Linked DNA regions of Gasterosteus aculeatus: region 2 is linked to region 1. Evidence: chromatin contacts called from public Hi-C data. All regions are on one chromosome and are shown on one strand. The core of a region is the stretch at or near the end of the contact, and the rest is flanking DNA. Distances in the headings are between cores, read along the strand shown. Region 1 overlaps LOC144389000 (a long non-coding RNA gene). Region 2 overlaps znfx1 (zinc finger, NFX1-type containing 1).

Evidence for each region. Hi-C and Micro-C count contacts between places; a contact is called where the count stands out from the background.
Region 2: a contact with region 1 is called in a Hi-C map of skeletal muscle, with 5 times the contacts expected there. The contact joins two enhancer-like sites. A contact is called at or near these places in 4 of 6 Hi-C or Micro-C datasets (liver, skeletal muscle and tail fin).

Annotation. Positions count from the first base shown.
Region 1 is chr17:5,135,887-5,140,011 of fGasAcu3.hap1.1, forward strand. LOC144389000 (a long non-coding RNA gene) reads left to right here. Exons shown (of 3, transcript XR_013453317.1): 2 at 1-417; 3 at 1,251-2,429. Among protein-coding and RNA genes, the nearest start is that of LOC144389000, 16 kb to the left of the region's middle. Within about 2 kb of position 1,780, at least 2 of the 9 cell types and tissues checked have open chromatin away from gene starts, as enhancers often do.
Region 2 is chr17:5,390,506-5,394,630 of fGasAcu3.hap1.1, forward strand. It overlaps znfx1 (zinc finger, NFX1-type containing 1), which reads right to left. Exons shown (of 19, transcript XM_040203185.2): 5 at 4,083-4,125; 6 at 3,801-3,980; 7 at 3,361-3,467; 8 at 2,542-2,780; 9 at 2,276-2,407; 10 at 1,913-2,061; 11 at 1,474-1,614; 12 at 1,254-1,371; 13 at 255-472. Among protein-coding and RNA genes, the nearest start is that of tbc1d20, 6.2 kb to the right of the region's middle. Within about 2 kb of position 1,691, at least 1 of the 9 cell types and tissues checked has open chromatin away from gene starts, as enhancers often do.

The DNA.
Region 1 (4,125 bases), core at 530-3,029:
TGCACTGATTGTCTTCTACATAAGCAGTGAGCAGGATCCAGGTCGGGAGATCGTGAGCAGAGCAGAGCGGAGCACGAGAGCTGAGCTGAGCTGAGCGGAGCCGGACAAAACGAAACCGACCATGCCCATAGAGCGACCTCATTCCTGCTCACTGCCTTCCCCGTTTGGACAATAAAGACTGGTTACCCTCATCCTGTGTCCGTGCGTCTGTACAGAACCCGTCGGTGGTAGCGCTAGCACGGCTACAATAATATATCCCCCCCAGCCCTGCCGCCCACTCACTCTTTTCACCATCTATTTCCTTTCCTGGCGGTTTGCAGGGAAAGTCCATGTTGGAACTGACTCTGGGGTCAGACGCCGCCCCTCCCCTGCCTCAGGACAACCGCATGACCTGTGACACCAGAGCTCCTCTTCTGGGTAAAGCTCATTGTCGTGTTAGCTAATTAGATATCACATGCCTGGCCACCAAACACAGTTAAATCTCCTTAGTGATACCACAGGGTCAATTATAAAATGACCTATAGTCAGAAGGAGAGACTGGTACTCTTTGAGTGCTAGAAAGATGTCGCAGATGTACTTATCACATAGTCCATTATATGGCATATAGTTTGCAACATGAGAATCCTGTTCCCTAGAATAATGTTAGTATTGCACAATTGCCTCATTGAAAGTTGTGAATATGATTCGTCAGGATATTCAAATACAACAACACGCCTTATTATTACAGGAAAATTAAGTTATGATCTAAGCACTATGCTTTGTTAGTGTTGTTATGCATAAATAGGGGTAGGGTTAACTGTCAATACTTTGTGTCCGTATACGGATGGACAGGCAATATTGAGTTGACTTTAATAAATATATACAGATGTTCACATGTTAAAACATGCCGATAAAAACAACAACACAAGAGCAGTCTAGATATGCATATTTCCGCGCATGCATGCATGCACAAACAAACACGCAAAGGAACCACACAAACGCAAACATATGCATACCTACAGCATATGAATACACAAAAAAGATGCAGGGAAAAAGAGAGCGAAGCCGCACACTGGCACGTCCCCCCAGAACCTCACTTTTCGTGCCAATGTTTGACAAATAGTTCCACCTACTAAACACATCTCTCAGCAGTTAGACTCTCACACACCATACAAGATGTAAACCGCCATGTCTGTATATAAGATGGCTGTTTTTATTGTATTTATCCCTCTCACTCCCTAGCATGCAATTCTGTGTTTTTTTTCTCCCAGAATACAGATAATTGCAGTACCATGACAATAAGCTGTATGTCCACTCCCAAAGAAACCATCTGTGAATCTCTGATGAGCGTCTCCTGTGAGGCAATGTAAAGCATTCAGAACCTTCGAGTGACATCATGATCTGCATTGGAAAAATTGTAAAGACGAGTGATAAAATACAACATCAGAGAACTATTCCCGACAATCACCATCTTACTTATTATTTTGCATACAAACGGTCAGAATAATTTATTAGGCCAACAGTTCATTCGTTCAGAACATGTGACTGGAAAAATTGGAATATGTATGAGACTGGAATTAATATACTGTCAATGGCAGCATCATCAGCAAGGTGAAGTGACAGCTATAAATAAATTAATAAAGTAAAAAAAAACTTAACCGAAAGAAAGATGCACACATCATTTTTGTCCTGTGTTTTTGAATTTGACTTTGATAGATTGGAGCGCTTTATTATGATAGGATGCAGCATGTATGTTACACAAGTACACCCTCCAGGTGAGGGCCAGATGGATCTTCCCTCTCTCTCTCTCTCGCTCCGTCTCTGTCTCTCTACCTCTCTGGCTCCAGGCTTGATTACACTCACCACATAGTGGCCCGGTTGGAGACAAAACAAAGCAAGTGGAAGTACTGAGGGCCTTAGATGGAACTATTTAATACAGTTTTTCCCTTGTGTGTGTGTGTGTGTTCCACACACAGCTCAGCCCCAACAAACACATGCAAGATGTTAGCTGTGCTGGAATAGACTGCAAACATCTTAGACTCATACACTTAATGGCCATCAGTGGCATTTTCCACAAGGCAACTGTATCTTTTTGCAATTATCATTTTTTTAAACCAATTCTTTGCTGCTGCATTTCCTCCATGTTCTCTAAATTATTAATTTCAATAATATTATTGCACAAAATGTTACAGTCTGCCAATGAGAAGATGCAGCACCTCAAAGCATCTTATAAAGCAAGGACAATGAGCTTACCCTACTGTAAAATAAGTACGTCACCAATATGGATAAATCAATTTGTAATGTTGCCAAAAAAGTGCATGTTGAAAACAATTTCACCAGCCAACCAATGTTTATCATCAAGTGTAATGATTTGTATGTAGAAATGGATAATGATGAAAATGGAAAAATCAATGACATTCATTTCGATTTAAAAATAAAAAATGTACATGAGACTGTCTCCTGTAATTGTCTCTGTTTACTGCATCTGAGCGTCCCTGCAAAATGCAGGCGGTTGAGACAGCGGTAAGCAGCGACATCCAGTGGCCGGACAGACTTGTTGTCAGAGCCGATGATTCACGCCTACTCGTCAAATGCTCCGATTATTCCCTTTTTTCCTGCTCCACCAGATTCACATTTGGAACTGTAATGCAAATAAAAAAGATTCTCCCACCGGGCACACACGTCCCTCTCACCCAGTTTGGATGAGCACGTTACGGCAGACGTACAGTGGGATTCATTTATCAGCTGGTTCAATCGATTAAAAAAGGAGGGGGGCCTAATGTTGGCCTTCATGTTCTGATGATGAGGATGAGCATAGTGATGATGATGACCAAAACGTCAAGACCAGGACACATGTGATAATGATGGTTGACCACTTGAGGGCAGCATGGTAACGTTGTTTACCGTCAAAAGACGCTTTTCCATGACTTTGTAAAGCAGAAACCACAATGATAATCATTCCACGTTGGCGGACGACAACCACGAAATAAAATGCACAAAACTCTTAAAAGGTTGTGATATACTTTGGTATTTACTGTGCAGTACAGTTTGTATCAGAGGGGAAAATGTAGTTATATAGCAACACCCCCCCTCCACACACACACACACACAGCAGTAGCTACTTTGAACTCTCAAAAGAACCACGCATTGAAAGGTCCTAATTAAAGCAAACTTTAGAATGGTCAGGACAAATATTTCTATGGCCATTTTGTTGCGGCCCTTTTTCATTACATCAAAGCACCGACACCTGCACCCAGATGGAGCTTTATTTACCATCTGTGAGAGTAAAGTGTAAAAAGATGATCGATATCAGTGGCTACCACACTCCCCTGCCTCCAGATGGCACAAGCCTTGAGTTCTCCGAAGACGGTTGTCTGGAGTCCAATCCTTCACTTCCAAATGCCTTGGTGAGTTTATTACGCTTCACCTTCAGTACTCTTGTGAAAACGGGAGGGGCGGTTGTGGGTATTTGGGAGCCTCTTCGGGGTTGAGAAAACATATTACTAGCCTACATTCCACAGCCTATATTTGGCAACGTGTGAAGTGTACTTCTGAAGTTTAGAGAACATGGTTTTCAGATGGCGTGCGACGTATGTCGCCATCTGTACGACAGCTGAGGAGGTGTAATGGTGTGATGTTTGGCTGGGACTCACATGCACGTTGATCATGAAGCCGTTGGTGAACTGTACTTTTTCTTAAATTTTCCAATTGTTAGGAAAGTGGTAGGACTTGTAAAGTCACACGTTTCCGTTGGTTACCTGGACCACGAGTAATGATGCGGCACCGTCTATGAGTGCATTTGTGGAGTGCATCCATGATATTATGTGTGTGTCCTTTCAACCCTCCGGTGCTGAAAATAAATCCATATCACACGCACAATAAAGCAATCAGAAAACAATCACACAACTATTTCTATGAAACCACAGCACTCCTATTCTCACTATTTTTAACGTATCTCTGAAACGCGTGAAATCAATTGGTTGTCTGGATTTAACAGGTTTGCATCAAAACAGCATATTGGGAAGAAAAAAAAAAACAATTCAATGAAAAGCTAGTGTACAGTGAAGCCAACTGGATGCTCGGTTTATTGGTTTTATATCGTGAGGGTTACGATGTGGGTGTTGACAAGGCGAGTGTTTGAAGTTG
Region 2 (4,125 bases), core at 441-2,940, 250 kb after region 1:
ATGACCATTTCAGGGGTTGGGTGTGGTGTTTTAAAGGAGGGTATGACGATGCTACAGCATCATCCAGATGAAGTGTATTCAGCCATGTTGTAATGACACCATTAGGACCGTAGTAAAGTGCAGCGCGTTTCACGGTTGCATTAGAGAACTAAATGCCTCCACAATCACATCGTCTGATTGGTCACGGATTGCAAAAATACTCATTAAACGTCAATCCCATTAAAATGTCCACATGACAAATCTCCTAATTTCACCTCCCATCCTTCGTCGCTCTGCTCGGCCTGGATTTCGTGCGCGTCCAGGTTCATAGCCAGCATCCGCTCCTCCACTGCTCTGACATCCTTCTCCTCGTCCTCGTTGCTTCTGTCGTCTCTGCCACTAACGCTGTCCTCAACAAAGCGCTCCTCCATGATCAGATCGGCTTCTTGTGGGATGGCAATGAGCTTCTCCCTCGATTCCAATTTCTCTGCAGCTTTATTCCAAAACATTGGGGTTGAAATCAGTTCGACAGCGGTTAAATCTACAATTTTTAAAGTTGCATGGAGATGAATGATAAATATAATTACTTTTAGAAAATAAAAATCTGAAATGGGTTCCGGATTGTTTATTATTGTGCAAAATCCAGCTGCGGCCATTTTACGTTTAGAATCGAATGGTCATTTTGCCATTTTCTTTTGAAGCACTTTTGAAGGTTTCATTTCAGCTGCACCAAATGCTGTCGACTGGCAATGAAACTAAAACGATAGCCGCCTGATCCGGTTACTTCACCACTTAGGCGTCCGGCGCCGATCACATCAATTTACTTTGAAGTAGGTGGACAATTAGAGAGCGAGCTTCTATTCTGATGAAGTCCCATTCTCCAATATCGCCACATATTTACCATGAATCCTATTCTTTCCCCCCCCCCCCGAGATTACATTATCCGTGAAATCCATTTGTAATGCTTTCGCAGCCATTTATATCTAATGGTTGAGAGTAAGTAAAAGGTAATGACAGTCCAGATCGTCTGTGTCTCATAGTTGACGCTGCTTTCAGTCGATGACATTTGCAACGTATCCCAAAAATTGCGAGTTTATTAAACTGTTAATTCATCCTTGTAAATGAGAGAGGTGCTATTAGGCTTTTCAATAGTTTGAAGAGAAAATGCAAAGGCCTCTTTGGAAGGAATCTTGTGTTAATTTAACTCATCCAGTCACACGGATAAGGTTTTAGTTCTTTTAGTTCAGTGAGTGCCGGTGGAATAAAAGCCTCACCTGGATGTGCATTTGCATTCTCTGTCTCCCTCTGCAGGAGGATGGTGGTATTCAAACCCAACCACTCCATGATCGGATAGTTCCTCTTCACATCCCGCGCCCATAAACCTTCCCCTTTCTGCGAAGCATTTCATAAACAGGAAGTGATGAGTTTGTGTTTGTCTTCGTCTATACGGTCTATCTAGGTTTACGTGAAATGTTTCGGGCGGATTCCCCTCACAGATCGGTGCAGACTGTTCCAGTGTCTGTGTGAGATGAATTTCTGTAAGGCGTCTTCCCGCAGGATGCCTTTCAGAGAACACTCCAGCCTGGTAACCTCATTCTGGATCCCTCTCTCCGCCTCACGCACCTGCTTGTAAACCTGATATACAGGGACAGTAGTTAGTTGGCAGCATTATAATGATATTTGATTAACTAATTATGGCGGGCGCTGCAGTGTGTGTTCAGAACCAGCGACTCGGAGAATGAGAAATACAGGATGAGCAAGGTGGCAGGGTTGTGAGTTTGTGTGTGTGTGTGTGTTGGGTTCAGCAATTGGGTTTCTCGTATCCATTATCTTTTCATTTATTCTCAACATGTTGCAATGAACGAGAGAAAAAGACGTTTGGAGCGGCTTGAAACATCGAGCTCACACTGCAGGTGACTCAGCGGCAGCTCACCTGACCGTAAGCACGACTCAGCGAAGACGGCAGCACTTGTTTGAACTTAGGGGAGCGGGACAGCTCCTTCAGATTGAAACGCTTCAGGATCTCACTGTTGCTGCGCCCTCCTACTCTCACTATTCCTTCTGGCAGAAATTTGTGAATACCTTTTGGAAGCAGAGGCCAAACAAAAAAGCTCATTGGTCTTACATTTCTGCAGGATGGATTCTTCAGTACAAGTTTGTGAAGAAAAAACCCTGGAGGCTGTGAGGCGCATTAGCAAAAGTTTCGGAAATTACAAAAATAAAAACCTCTTCTTTTTAAATCCAGAACCAATCAAAACCAACGTGCAACTCTGAACTTATTGGCATCGCTGCTTACCTTCAAGGAACTGATCCAGGGCATGGTTAGTGTAACACACTACCAGCATTGGAGCTCCGTCTCCTCCCTCTCTCCACAGAGCCTGATTGGTCAACAAAGCGCGGGCAATCTTAAGGCCAACGTAGGTTTTTCCTGAGAAAAATAGAAGACGCCGGATGCGCGTTGATGGATTTGTCGTTTAGCGACGGTGAACAGAATTACATGCACACATCGTTCACGTATCGATGTGGTCGTCATCTTCCAACAATGTCTTTTCAATGCCTCACCAGTGCCAGGAGGTCCCTGTATGATGGTCAGCTCCTTTGTGAGGGCCATACGGAGGGCTCTCATCTGAGACTCATCCAGCCCCAGCGCCTCCTTTCTTGGCCAGGTGTTCTCCGCCAGGCTGTGAAAGGGCTTCATGTTGCACTTATGCTCGGGGTCAGCAACAGACTTCAGGTCGTAAGAGTCGTTCCATCGCAGATACGCTGGGGCTAGCACATCCTTGCTGCACTCCACGATGTACCTGGACATATCATGGATCTTATCATTCCTTTTAGCATCGACTATCTGTAGGAGGAGGGTGGAGAGACTTCTCATTAATAGACACGCGGTTAATGTTTTGCCTCCAAGAGGACCATTTAAAACGTTCGGTTGAACTGCAGTTCAATAATCATGATGAAGCTCAAATGCCTTCAGCATTAGAGGGAGCCTGTGCAGCTCTCGCTGAAAAGCAGCCGCAGGTGACGGCTGCGGGTTGATGATGAATGTTAAAAACAGCGTTCCATTAGCACAAGTGGAGAACAATCACAAAAGCAATTAGACCGACGTAATAATGTTAACTACTCGAAATCTCTCCAAAGAGACATCTGCATATGAATGTATAATCAGCAGGGAACAGAAAAAAGACTTTGCCATTGCTCCTTTTCTGTGGTCTAAATAGTGTTGAACAGTCTAAAAACAGCTGAAGAGCAAAAAGAGGCGGGACGTGTTGGTGCCGTTTCAGAACTCTGTGGTTATTGTCGAAGAGATCAAATAAAAAGAACCGACTTTGAATGTTGCTGCGCAGAACATAAAACTCAAAACAAAAGAAACACTGGTTCAACCTCTGGAAGGGCAGGTTGTCCTCCTCCAGCTCCTTCAGACCATCCAGGACGTAGCGATAAGCCTCAAAGTACGCCGTGGTCTCAATCATCAGGAACGGCCGATCATTCTGCGAGAACAAAACAGGTTTCCTTTTTTTTCTGTACATACGTTTTATTTGAATGCATAAATCTCTGCTTCCCTCCAGCTATCTTGCACGTTAGCGAGTTAACAGCCTCTGTGAGGTTTTGCGTGACCTCATTTTGGAGGATGTAGCTTGTGGTATAGTTTGGCTCACCCCTCGTATTCGAGTTACGGCTGAACTTATTAAAAACGCCGCTGCCTTTTAGCTAAATAAAACCTAATCATTTGGAAAATCGTTTCATTTGCAGATTTTGGAGATTTAAGTGGGTGAAATTGGACCGTGACTTCATGCATTCTGCTCACACACGTCGCCGCCCACCTCAATTCTGGCCAACTTCCATCTGCTCTCTTCGGTGAAGGCAACGGTGACTAGTCCCTTCTTCAGGCTTTTGGGTTCCCGTTCAGATACTGTGGCATACAAGAAGCTCTGAAAATTATCACACGACAAGCAGACCAGGGAGCCATAGATCAGCCTCTTGGAGTTCTCCCAGATCACAGACTGTGGGGCAGATGGAAGAGAGATTAATGTACGGGTAATATATGCATGTATGCATGACTTTAAATTGTAATAAACAGCTAAATCCATCCAAGACCAACCAACCTTGAATGGCTGAACGTCAAATTTGATTATGTAGGCCATGCCG